2 separate regions of the Zea mays genome follow, and region 2 is linked to region 1. Evidence: chromatin contacts called from public Hi-C data. All regions are on one chromosome and are shown on one strand. Each heading gives the region's core, a stretch centred on a gene start, on an enhancer-like site or on the middle of the called end of the contact. The rest is flanking DNA. Distances are from core to core; before and after follow the strand shown.

The links. Hi-C and Micro-C count contacts between places; a contact is called where the count stands out from the background.
Region 2: a Hi-C map of ear shows a contact between it and region 1, with 2.6 times the contacts expected there. The contact joins the promoter of LOC103653942 here to the promoter of LOC100284764 in region 1. A contact is called at or near these places in 4 of 25 Hi-C or Micro-C datasets (bundle sheath, ear, leaf and 1 more).

The regions. Positions count from the first base shown.
Region 1 is chr4:162,882,480-162,887,842 of Zm-B73-REFERENCE-NAM-5.0, forward strand. LOC100284764 (F-box domain containing protein) reads right to left here and starts at 2,815. Exons shown (of 3, transcript NM_001157659.2): 1 at 1,742-2,815; 2 at 1,490-1,642; 3 at 932-1,396. The coding sequence starts at 2,734. The coding sequence ends at 1,106.
Region 2 is chr4:163,112,088-163,117,450 of Zm-B73-REFERENCE-NAM-5.0, forward strand. It overlaps LOC103653942 (putative RNA recognition motif containing family protein), which reads right to left and starts at 2,109. Exons shown (of 5, transcript XM_008680754.4): 1 at 1,957-2,109; 2 at 1,461-1,579; 3 at 1,307-1,382; 4 at 851-934; 5 at 1-764. The coding sequence starts at 1,573.

The sequences.
Region 1 (5,363 bases), core at 1,565-4,064:
ACCTCAAATGTTGTCCTACTAGAGCTTTGAGTGTGATGCGAGTGACATTGGCAGTAGAGGAGTGCTCATTCAATAAGATAATCCTATCTTCTTGCCTCCTCACATCCACCACAGTGTTCTTGAGACTCTTATCAACTAAAACTCCTACTCCAATTTCTATCTGCAGTTGTCTCAGTGTATCAAAGCTTGAAATTGGCATGTCCATCTTTTGATCCTTATATTTAATTTCTAGGACTTAAGATAAGCTGGAGATGTAAATAAAAAAAAAGGATATAGGTGATTCTCAAATGGCTAGTCATGAAAAATTTCTTTAAATTCTATTCATCCAAAAAAAGGGAGACATCAAAATACCCAAACACTCTGGCAGACTACTGAAACCATTCTAGGAGAATTCGTTTTGCGTTACGGATGAAAAAACAACCATGGTGTAAATCCCAAAACGATGAGCTAAATTGACTTCAGAATGCCCTATGATGCAGTTCTAGCCTCCTCGGAAACTAGCTCATGTTAAGGAGCAAAATTTCTTATAAAGCGTACATGCCATGATCAATTAGGACTAGTCAAATTAGAGTTTGAGCCAAACAACATCCTTTACATCCTCTTAGATATAGATCAGTATGATGGTTGTAGGTGGCTTACATTGCCTGCTTCTGCGCCAATTAGTTCACAACGAGACTATAGGTTGTCTATACAATATACATAGCATAAAGCAAGCCCATTTATAGGCATAAATGGGCCATAAAGTATACATGGGCCCGTTTGTTTCGCTTCCAGAGAAATGGTCAACCTATTTTCATGATTGTCAGAGAAGATTTTTGCTGGTTGACATCGTACAAAATACTTAAAATGTAAACATTCAACAAATATAGAATTTCTGTTAAGTTTAAAGAAACTTCATCAAAGAACTGAAAATTGATGGCTTAAACTAAATGAATACTGACAATGGTTCCATTAATTCTGTAAGGAATTCATCAACAGTTAGCAGCTACATACACAGGCTAAAAGTAACCCGACGAAAAAGGAAGACCTTCATGGACAGGCCTTTCTTCCTGGGCTGCAACATTGAGCTTTTGCTAATGGACCTACTCTACTCATACACATCATATCATCCAGCTGTGCAAAACTGGACGCTAGCATTTTGAGAGGACTTCCTCAGCTTCAACACCCTACGCCTAAACTTGGCCTGCTCAAGGCCATCCATGGAAGGAACAATTGTCATGGTCTCCAGTGCAGAGGCGTTCTTGAGCAGGACCTTTACCAGTTTAAATCCACTTCTGCTTTCATCAATGTACTTCATCCTAACGACCTTTAGATGTTTCACCGATACCCTCTTACCACCAAGCACACCATGACTTCCTCCATCGCCACTATTCCGCCTCCATTTGCCCTGCGATGGCTGCAGCAACGAACATCGTTGGTCATTGCCACGACAATCTGAAAGAAATACTAGAGCACTGAACTAATAAAACAAAAAGGAAGCTTATCTCACCACAACAGACACGCAGAGCTCTTCCACATTTCTGCAGTTTGATAGCAGTGGCACAATGGATAATGCACCTTCTTCCCTCCTCTCAACTATACATGTCAACCACCTTACCTTGTCTAACTGCAACTTCGACCATTCCTCTGGACGTGCAAATTGCTTCCGAGTTTTTTTTTTCACGGTTTGGTAATTAGATTCATCAATCACTAAATAGTAAATACATTACCTATCAAAGAGAAGTTGAGATATGCGGTATACCTCGATGCACCAGGGTGAAAGAGCAAGTCTTCGTGCATTGCCAACCAAAGTAAGAAGCTCTCTGAGAGCAGCCTCCCGAGGCTTGACCAATGGCTTCTCGATGTTAAGGAGGACGTCCTCCAAAGAAACTTCCCCATCAATAATGTGCCTAGCTGCTATTGCGCCGGAGTAGTGGAGTATCCGCAGCTCCGGCATCTCAAAAACAGCAAGAGCCGACTCCTCCGTCCAAGAACAGTCCGTGATGGCGAGCGAGCAAAGCCGCGACGGACCGGTAAGGCGAAGAGCACCGACGCGGCATTTTTCAAGAATCAGGTAGCGGACCTCTTTGCAGTGCAAGAAGAGGTCCCCGAAGAAGTCATCCTCCGCATTGAGCGAGACACAAGCGATGTGGAGGCGGGATAGGCGGGTGAATGTGGTGAAAGAAGGGAGCGGAAGTGCGTAGCGGTCGAGCCGAAGTGTCAGGGACGTGAGGCTGGTGCAGGCCAGGAGGGAGGGCGGAAGAACGGCGAGGCGGGAGCGCGGGAGGTGGAGCTCTAACCGCTCGACGCCGCGTGCCGCCGCCGCGGTGAGCCACGAGGCGAGGTGGTCGGCGGCGGAGGCAGCAAACGCCTGGTCAAAGAAACCCTCGAGCGCGAGGCGGAGGCGACGGAGCGGGTGTCGATGCGGCGGAGCGGAGGACCCAAGCGCGGCAGTGACGGCGGCCGCGAACGCCGCCCTGCGGCGCGGCGCGGCGGGGAACGCCGCGGCGAAGTCGAGGTCCAGCGCGGGCGCAGCGGCGACAGCGCCGCGCCACCGGCGCGAGATAGCCGAGGCCGCGACAGCGGACCGTAACGGCAGCTTGGACACGATCAGCCCCAGCACCGCGTCGGGAAAACCCTCAAACGGGTCGCCGCCGACTCCGTCGCCCCCGCCGTGATCCTCGCCGGCGGAGTAGTCGCGCGCCGCGTAGGTGAGTCCGGCGGCGTTGTTAGGGATGAGGTGTTTGGTGCGCATGGCTCCCGGCGCCTCGATCCAAGAACCAACTCCTCCGAAACTGAAATTGGAAGTTTTTTTAAAGGACTGGAATTGGAAGTTTTTTTAAAGGACTGGAATTGGAAGTTTAAGTAGGAGTACAGCGCAAGTGCAAAGCAGCGGAGACGAAGCGAATCGACGGGCCCGCGGTATGCGGCGCCGCAAGCAACGCGATACCTTTTTTTTATGATAAGTTACTGTAGAGTAACTACATTATTTTTATTACTTCATCGCAAAGTATGAACAATTCACAGGGTAGGACAGAACCACTAGGTACAGAGTTTTGAATCCAACTTCTAATTTTATCACCTATCTCTGGCTTAACTCGGTGGCAAGCAAGACTCATTTCTCTTTTGAACATTTCCCGACACGCATCTACAGTGACCGGGATCTCGTTGAATATCCAGTTGTTCCTGCTTTTTTAAATGCACCAGAACATGATAATGATAATTTCCATTCTCCATGGTACTTTCCATCTCATTCTAATCCTCAATAGAGTATTGATTAGGTCCACTGTTCTTGGCGATGTGATGCGTATTAAAAGCCAATATCTTCTAGCATAGTTGCATCTAAAAAATAATTGGAGTACCGTCTCTTTGAGTTGTAGAATACAGTTGCCGCAAGTGTAAGAGTCCAGTTGCATAGATCGATGTCTGAGGAATGAACGAGTATTTAATCTGTCTTAAGCAGTAACCAAAAGAAAACCTTGTGTTTAGGTTGACATTTTGTTTTCCATAACCAGAAAAAGATGGGGCGAGTCCACTCATTACCAGTCATATAAACATAGGCCTTATGTGAAGAAAACAGGCTAGAGGAACCATTGCAGTACCATTTGTCTCCTTGGTCATGTTGAGGAAGATTTGCCAACGAGTCTTGTAGGGCATGAAACTGCTCGAATGCTTCAACAGACAGAGGAGTGTGAAACATCTCATGTGAGGCTGTCGTTCTTGCCTAGTGTATAGTGATGTCTTTGTTGGAAGCAAAAGACCAAAGTTCTGCATAGCTTATTAGCTTGCAGATTTGCACATGTCGTCCCAATTGTCATGCCACAATAGAGTTGTTTTTCCGTCCCCTATCTCCACCCGAGCTAATTCTTTGTAAGATTCTTGAATTTTTAGAATGTCCCTCCACCAGAATGAGCCTACTAATTTCGCTGAAGGTAGTGTGCTGCTGTAGTGGTTGGCCCAGATTATGTTGATCCACGGAGTATCAACTCTGTTATAAAATTTGTGGTGGTTTTTCATTAGGAGGGCTTTGTTTTGCAATTCTAGATTTATAACTCCAAGCCCCCCTGAGCTTTTGGTTTACAAACTGTTTTCCATGCTACATGGGGAGGTTTCTTTGCATTTATATCTGCTCCTCTCCATAAACAGTGCCTTCTGAATTTATCAGTATGCTTAATCACTGATTTCGGGAGCTTGAGGATGCACATGTAATACATTGGTAGGGAGGAAAATACCGCGTTGACCATTTGCAGTCTGCCAGACTAAGATAGAAAAACAGAAGTTGTCGCAAGTCTTTTCTCTATCTTCTGAATGAGTAGAAGGAAAGCTCCCAGGTTGTGCTTTTTTAATCCCAAAGGAAGCCCTAAGTAGGTGAACGACATTGAACCAATCTTGCAATGAAACGTGTTTGCTAAAATTTCCATTTTCTGGTCTGAAACATTGATGGGGGTATATATTGGATTTGTGATAGTTGACATGGAGACCAGTTGATTCAACAAAGGAATTAAGCATCGCCTTTAGGAAGAAAATCTGTTTAGGACAAGCCTCCATTACTAAAATAGTGTCATCCGCATATTGTGAAAGGGAAATGTGCCCTTGGGCCATTTCTAAGTATTTTGGTGATTAAGTGCCAACACAAAATGATTTAAGTGTTAAACTGCGCCAAATGGTGGATGAAGTGCAAATCAACACAAAGGTATGATTCTAGACTTAGTACATTGGTTTTTGTGTACTAACATATTTGTCTAAGTGCTAGAATCAGAGAAAAGACAAAAGGAAAATGACTTGGCTGAAGCAGCCAAGACTCTGCTCAGTCTGGGTGCACCGGACTGTCCGGTGGTGCACCGGACAGTGTCCGGTGCGCCAGGCTAGCGCTGGTCAACTAGCCGCTCTCGGGAACTCGACGGCGGCGTACGGCTATAATTCACCGGACTGTCCGGTGAGCCAACGGTCGGCCGCGCAATCCGCGCGTGACACGTGGCCGGGCCAACGGTCTGATGGGGGCACCGGACTGTCCGGTGTGCACCGGACAGTGTCCGGTGCGCCAACGGCTCCAATTCTTCAACGGTCGGCTGCGCCAGATTAGGAAAGCAATCAGCACCGGACACTGAACAGTGCCTGTCCGGTGGTGCACCGGACTGTCCGGTGCACCACCCGACAGAAGGCAAGTATTGCCTGCCAAGAATGCCTCCAACGGCTCCTAGCTGCCTTGGGGCTATAAAAGGGACCCCTAGGCGCATGGAGGAGTCACCCAAGCATACTTTGAGCATTCTTAATCATTCACACTCCGTCTTTGCGCACTCGATTGACATTCTTAGTGATTTGAGCTCCGTTCTAGTGGTGAACTTTGTGCTATTCATTTGAGCTCAAGTCTTGGTTGTGTGTGT
Region 2 (5,363 bases), core at 859-3,358, 230 kb after region 1:
TGAACATTGGCCTTGGATACTTCACTCTCGTGGCAGCTAGGATTCTTCTCAGCTGTATCCATGTTTTCTTGCATGTGAGCTACTACTGCTATTTCACCCTCGTGATTTTTATGCTCCTCTATACCCGTTTTAGAGTTACCTGCTACATTAGTCATTTGACGTTCACCCGCCTGATGCTCACTCTCCTGACAAGTCATTTCAGGACTTTCTTGAACAGCGTTCTTTGCAGAGTCATCTTCATGGCGCTTCCACTCTTGCTCATCCGCTTCAGAGATTTCAAGCAAATCAACTTTTGCGGTTTCACCGCTCTGATTGGCTCCCTCCTGCTCAGCCATCATCCTTTCCTTTATCGACTTGCTAGCATCAGTTGTAGTGGTTGCAACCTTGTTGTAGGCATCAGTTACCCATGCTGCACCTGTAAGGATATACCTGTTACTCATGATGGCAGAACTAGCAGTAGAGACAGTCTGTTCGGCCGCAGCTAATGCTGACTTGGTCTTCTCTGCAACCTGGTACTTCTCATCCATCTCCTTCATTTTCTCATTCACCACTAAGGTCCCGGTGCTGAACTTCTGGCTTAAGCCCATTGTCCTGTCAAGGGAAGCGACTTTGGCAGTTGCAGTTGATGTGAGCTGATGCTTTTCATCGAAAGCCTTTGCTTTTTCAACGGCGTCCATGCCGAGAACAAACCCTTTGGCTAACATAGAAACTGCAATATCCTCAGCCTTCTGAAGAGCAGATTCCATGCCACCAGTGTTTTTTGACTGATAATGCAGTTGGTGGCATTAGGAGTCTGAGCTTGTTAAAAGAAATTTTGCTAATGGGGGATTTGAATGTAACATGGTTCTACCTCTAGATCAGCTAAAACAAACGCCGGTAGCTTGTAATCGGTGGCTGGTGTGATGATGACAGCCATATCTTCTATAGTCGCTCCCTGCATTAAAGCACGGATTTACGTAATAGAGTTCATAAGTGTAGAAAGGTTACCTTTAACACAATGTTAGGTAAAAGACAAGAAAATAAAATGAGATGGAAAATATAGTAGTTAAAGACCAATAACAAGAACACATCATACACGGCAGTTTCATGGAAGAAACCATGTATGCAAACTGCATATTCATATTAAGTTCAGGACTCTCAAATCTAGAAAAAGAGAAGTAGTAGTAGTAACCATCTCTCATTCAACAAAATCAGTGGATATAATACTAAATTTGCAGGCCCTTATTTCATTGGCAAAGTGTATGAAGATGATCATCGTCATAAATAATTTGTAGCAGACAGTAGAAACCAACGCAAAAACCTATACCGTAAGAAGCATAGCCCTCTCTGCTCCTTGATTATCTCTGAACGTGATGTAGGCAAATTGTGACCGCTCATCACAACTGCAAAAGCATTCCAGGTCAAATCATGCATGCGCTTATGCTACCGAAATATATCATGGAGATGATATTGGCACTAACCTTTTCAATTCTACATGCACAATCTCACCAGAAAATGAGAAGAACTCACTAATATCTTGCTCTGATGCTTTAAGTGAGACGTTGTGGACCTTTACCGTGCCTGTGCCTGCCATGGTCGCCTTAAAAAAATGTTGGATGACAAGAATTAATCGGCACTTTGATCGACCATGCCTAGTAAAGTAGTAAGCGGGATGAATACACAAGGAATTTCTAAAATGACACAGTTTTTAGGAAATATAAACTGACTGAATCTACCAATGTACAAGGTTGAAAAATCAACGCATTGGCAAACAAGACAAATGAACAAGATTCAGACAAGTGCGCCAGGATCCCCCTAGAGCATCGATCAGCTACACATACCAATCTGCGACCAAGCTAATCCCCAAAATGCGACATTAACCACGAGACAGACAAAGAGAATAACACGCTGAATTAGTTTTGCTACGGATCGGGAATTTTCGCAGGGAGCCAGCGATTTCAAAATCTACGCTCTCACCTCCACGGACGCGATCCCCACGGCCTCGCCCTGTGTCTGGGAACGCGATCGAAATGGGGTGGCAGAAATGGAACCGCCTCGCGCGCATTTTGCTGCCGGTTTCCTAGGGCTGGTTGGAGCAAGGAAGGATGGTGCCTAATTCTGGAGAGCTATGACGTGGCTACGTCAGGGAACAGATGCTCCTAGGCCGTAGCCTAGTCATGGGCCGGTATCAGCCAAGCCCATTTTCTCAGAGGCCAGGGGGCCATCTTCCTTCCGCATTGGACCCCCACCCACGGCTTGGAAACCCTCCCTCGTCGCAGTCGGCGGTGCGACGAGGTGAGCACAGCGGCGCAAGGATGGCGAAGGCGGCGCTGGCAGTGAGAGGACAGAGGAACGAAGAGTCTCGCGAGCCTAGGCCTAGCTGTTTCGAATCATCATTGGTATCTCGTACCTCAGATTCCTTTCATTAGGTCCGCTCTCCGCTGCATGTTGGCAATGGCTAAATGGGCGTCGTCTGTTCTACTAAGCTGTTACTCTATACTATGTCTGACTTGTTTCTCTATGCGGACTGCAGAACAGATATACTGGAACTAGCTAATTGAAAGAGAAGTTTTTCAGTGTGTATGAACTGCCACTTGAATTATTGAAAAGTTGCTGGTGGTCTTCTTAATTTTTTTAAAGAAAAGAGGCACGAGAGTGTGCCTATTTCATTGAAATAGGAGGTTCGTTACATCCATGCAGCCGGCCACAATCTAGCTTTAGATTAGTATGGATTAGAATTAAATCCATGTCACAATTCATACCCTAAAATAATTTAAATTTACTTAAATTTTTTTATTCGATTAAAACTATTATAGATTATAACTCAAGGGTTTAGAAATTTTTTAAACTATAAAGTGCATAGATTTTATCCGTAGCTTATTAGGTATAGAACAAATCCATAAAGATATTGCACAAGATTATATTAAAATCTATGGTTCAAAAGAATAACTAGTTTTGAGAGATAAATGGATTAAATAATCGATTTAATCTCACTATAGGAATTGAGTGTGATGTATGGAATTCACCCAATCCAAACCCGGATTAAATCCATGATAGGATTTTTCCCTTGTAACCGAACAACGTCTTACAATAATCTGTTACAGCTAATCATGTGTAGATAAGCTATCTAAACTCTTCCCGAAACTAATCTAGGAGCTCATCTGCTGGCATAGTTTCGTTGTTGTGCTCATGACTGAAGTTTCCTTATTTCTAAGTATTCGGTCGTTCCTTTCATTCTAAGTTTCTCGGGATACCATTAGGGCAACAGATCAAATTGCTTTTACATCGTGCGTTGTGGACGTAGGATGTCCACCATTCTAAAGGTGTCGATGTCCATAACCGTCGCGTTATCGGGTGCAGTTCCTACTGCTTTGTATAAATTGCGATTTGAGCCCATACTCTTCTCGTGTATGTGCACTCCGCCATCAGGTGATGTGCCGTTTCCGGATATCTATGACACAAATGGCATATCGAACTATGTTGTCATCATCTTCTTGCCAGCCTGTCCGTCGTCCACACTCGCTTCCGTATGATGAACCACGCGAAAAACTTGCATTTCGATTGAGCTCACGCCTTCCAATAGAATCTAGATTTGGTATTGCATGTTCCTAACAACTGGGCCTTGTATGCCGATGATGTCATGTACTTGCTATTTGCTGTTAGTTTCCACGTGACTTTGCCCTTCTGACTAGGTTGCAGTTCAATAGTTTGCGCCATGCTTCATAAGGCAACGATTTCCTCTAGTGTATGGTCAACCCACGTCTTGGGTTGATGTCACGGATCCACGTCTTCATAGATCACGCGAATAGATACGGTTAGGGTCGAAAAAAAGCTCACGAGTCTAAACGAGCCCAAGATAAAAATAGATCGTTCAAACAACGAGTCGAGTCAAGCCTGAGCGAGCTCGAGCCAGCTTAATGATACGGTGTTTTGTTTTTTTATTTTTACGTCATTAAGTTATTGATTTTTTATGGACCCAACCTAATGCTAGATATAGTCTAAAATATGTTCCTAGATTTTTGGTACATATTTTCTATTTTGTATATAATGAAAATATACATTTTGTGCTCTAGGAGCATCTTCAAATCAGTGTCATGTCTTAAAATATAGAGCTCAACATATAAAAAACAGTTTCAATAATGTCCTATTTTACAAATATTTATCACGAAAATATAGGGCACACCATGAAGTGACACAAATGTACTACACCTAGACTAGTGCTCTATCCTTGTTTTATACACCATTCTCATTATTTTCTTTCCTATAAATATAATATACTTTCTAAAATACATGATTTAGCGCTTAACTGTTGAAGCGCAATTTGTTTCAGTGCCCTACTTTCTAAAATACATGATTTAGAGCTTAATTGTTTGGAGCGCAATTTGTTTTAGTGCCCTAAATACTTTAAATGGTGTAATATTTTAATTTTTGATGCACTATTTTAAGTCATCTTGTTGGAGATGCTCCAAATGAGACTTGGTGTGGCAGCTCGTGAGTCTGAATGAAACTGATCCGAGTCTAATCTCCCGGCTCGTAATATGACCAGGCCAAGCCGAACTTGGCTCAACTCGTTTCCAGTCCTAGATGTGGTGTAATGTCTTTTGGGTGTCTCGCCCCTATGCCCATGCGGCAGTCCAGAACCTTATGGTTCGGTCATTTTCTATTTTGATGGTTGTTTGTACATGCCGCGAAGAAGAGGGTTGTACATTCCTGTTTCTGTCGCGGGAACCGGTGTACGTGTACCCAACCAGGACTTTCCTATAGATACAGATTCATGACAGCCATCTCAATCCCACCACTCTGGATCGTTATTCGAGGTTCAACACAACCAGCCGACCATCCCTCCACAACTCTTACGCCCTATTCGGTTAGATCGGATTGTGGCTAGAAACTATTCCATCTAATCAATACTAGTATAAATAAACTTATTATTCCAATCAGAACGGTTGCAATGGAATCGTTTCGGAGTAAACGAACAGGCCCTTAGGCAGTGTTGTCCTTTCCCAGTTAACTTCGCGCTTTCCTCCCGATATTGTATTGTTTCCTGTTGAGTTTGTGATCCAAATTCTGAAGAAGGCGGCCAAGTTGGCGAGCGAAGCGGAGGCCCGTCGCCGGGAGGCTTGGGTTTCACCTCTATAAATATTTTTGTAAGCCGCAGGAGATACCCATCTCAATTGTAAATCTCCTGCGATCTGTAACCACCCAAAAATAGTGAGAAGTTGCCGGCCGGCGCCCGTGGTTTTTCCCCCTTCACTTTGGAGGGGTTTTCCACGTTAAATCCGTGTCTTCTCTGTGATTGATCCTATTTGTGTCGCATTCATTTATAACATTTCCTACCCACAGGAAGCGTTGTCCGAATTCTGTCAACCTTCTCTATAACTTTT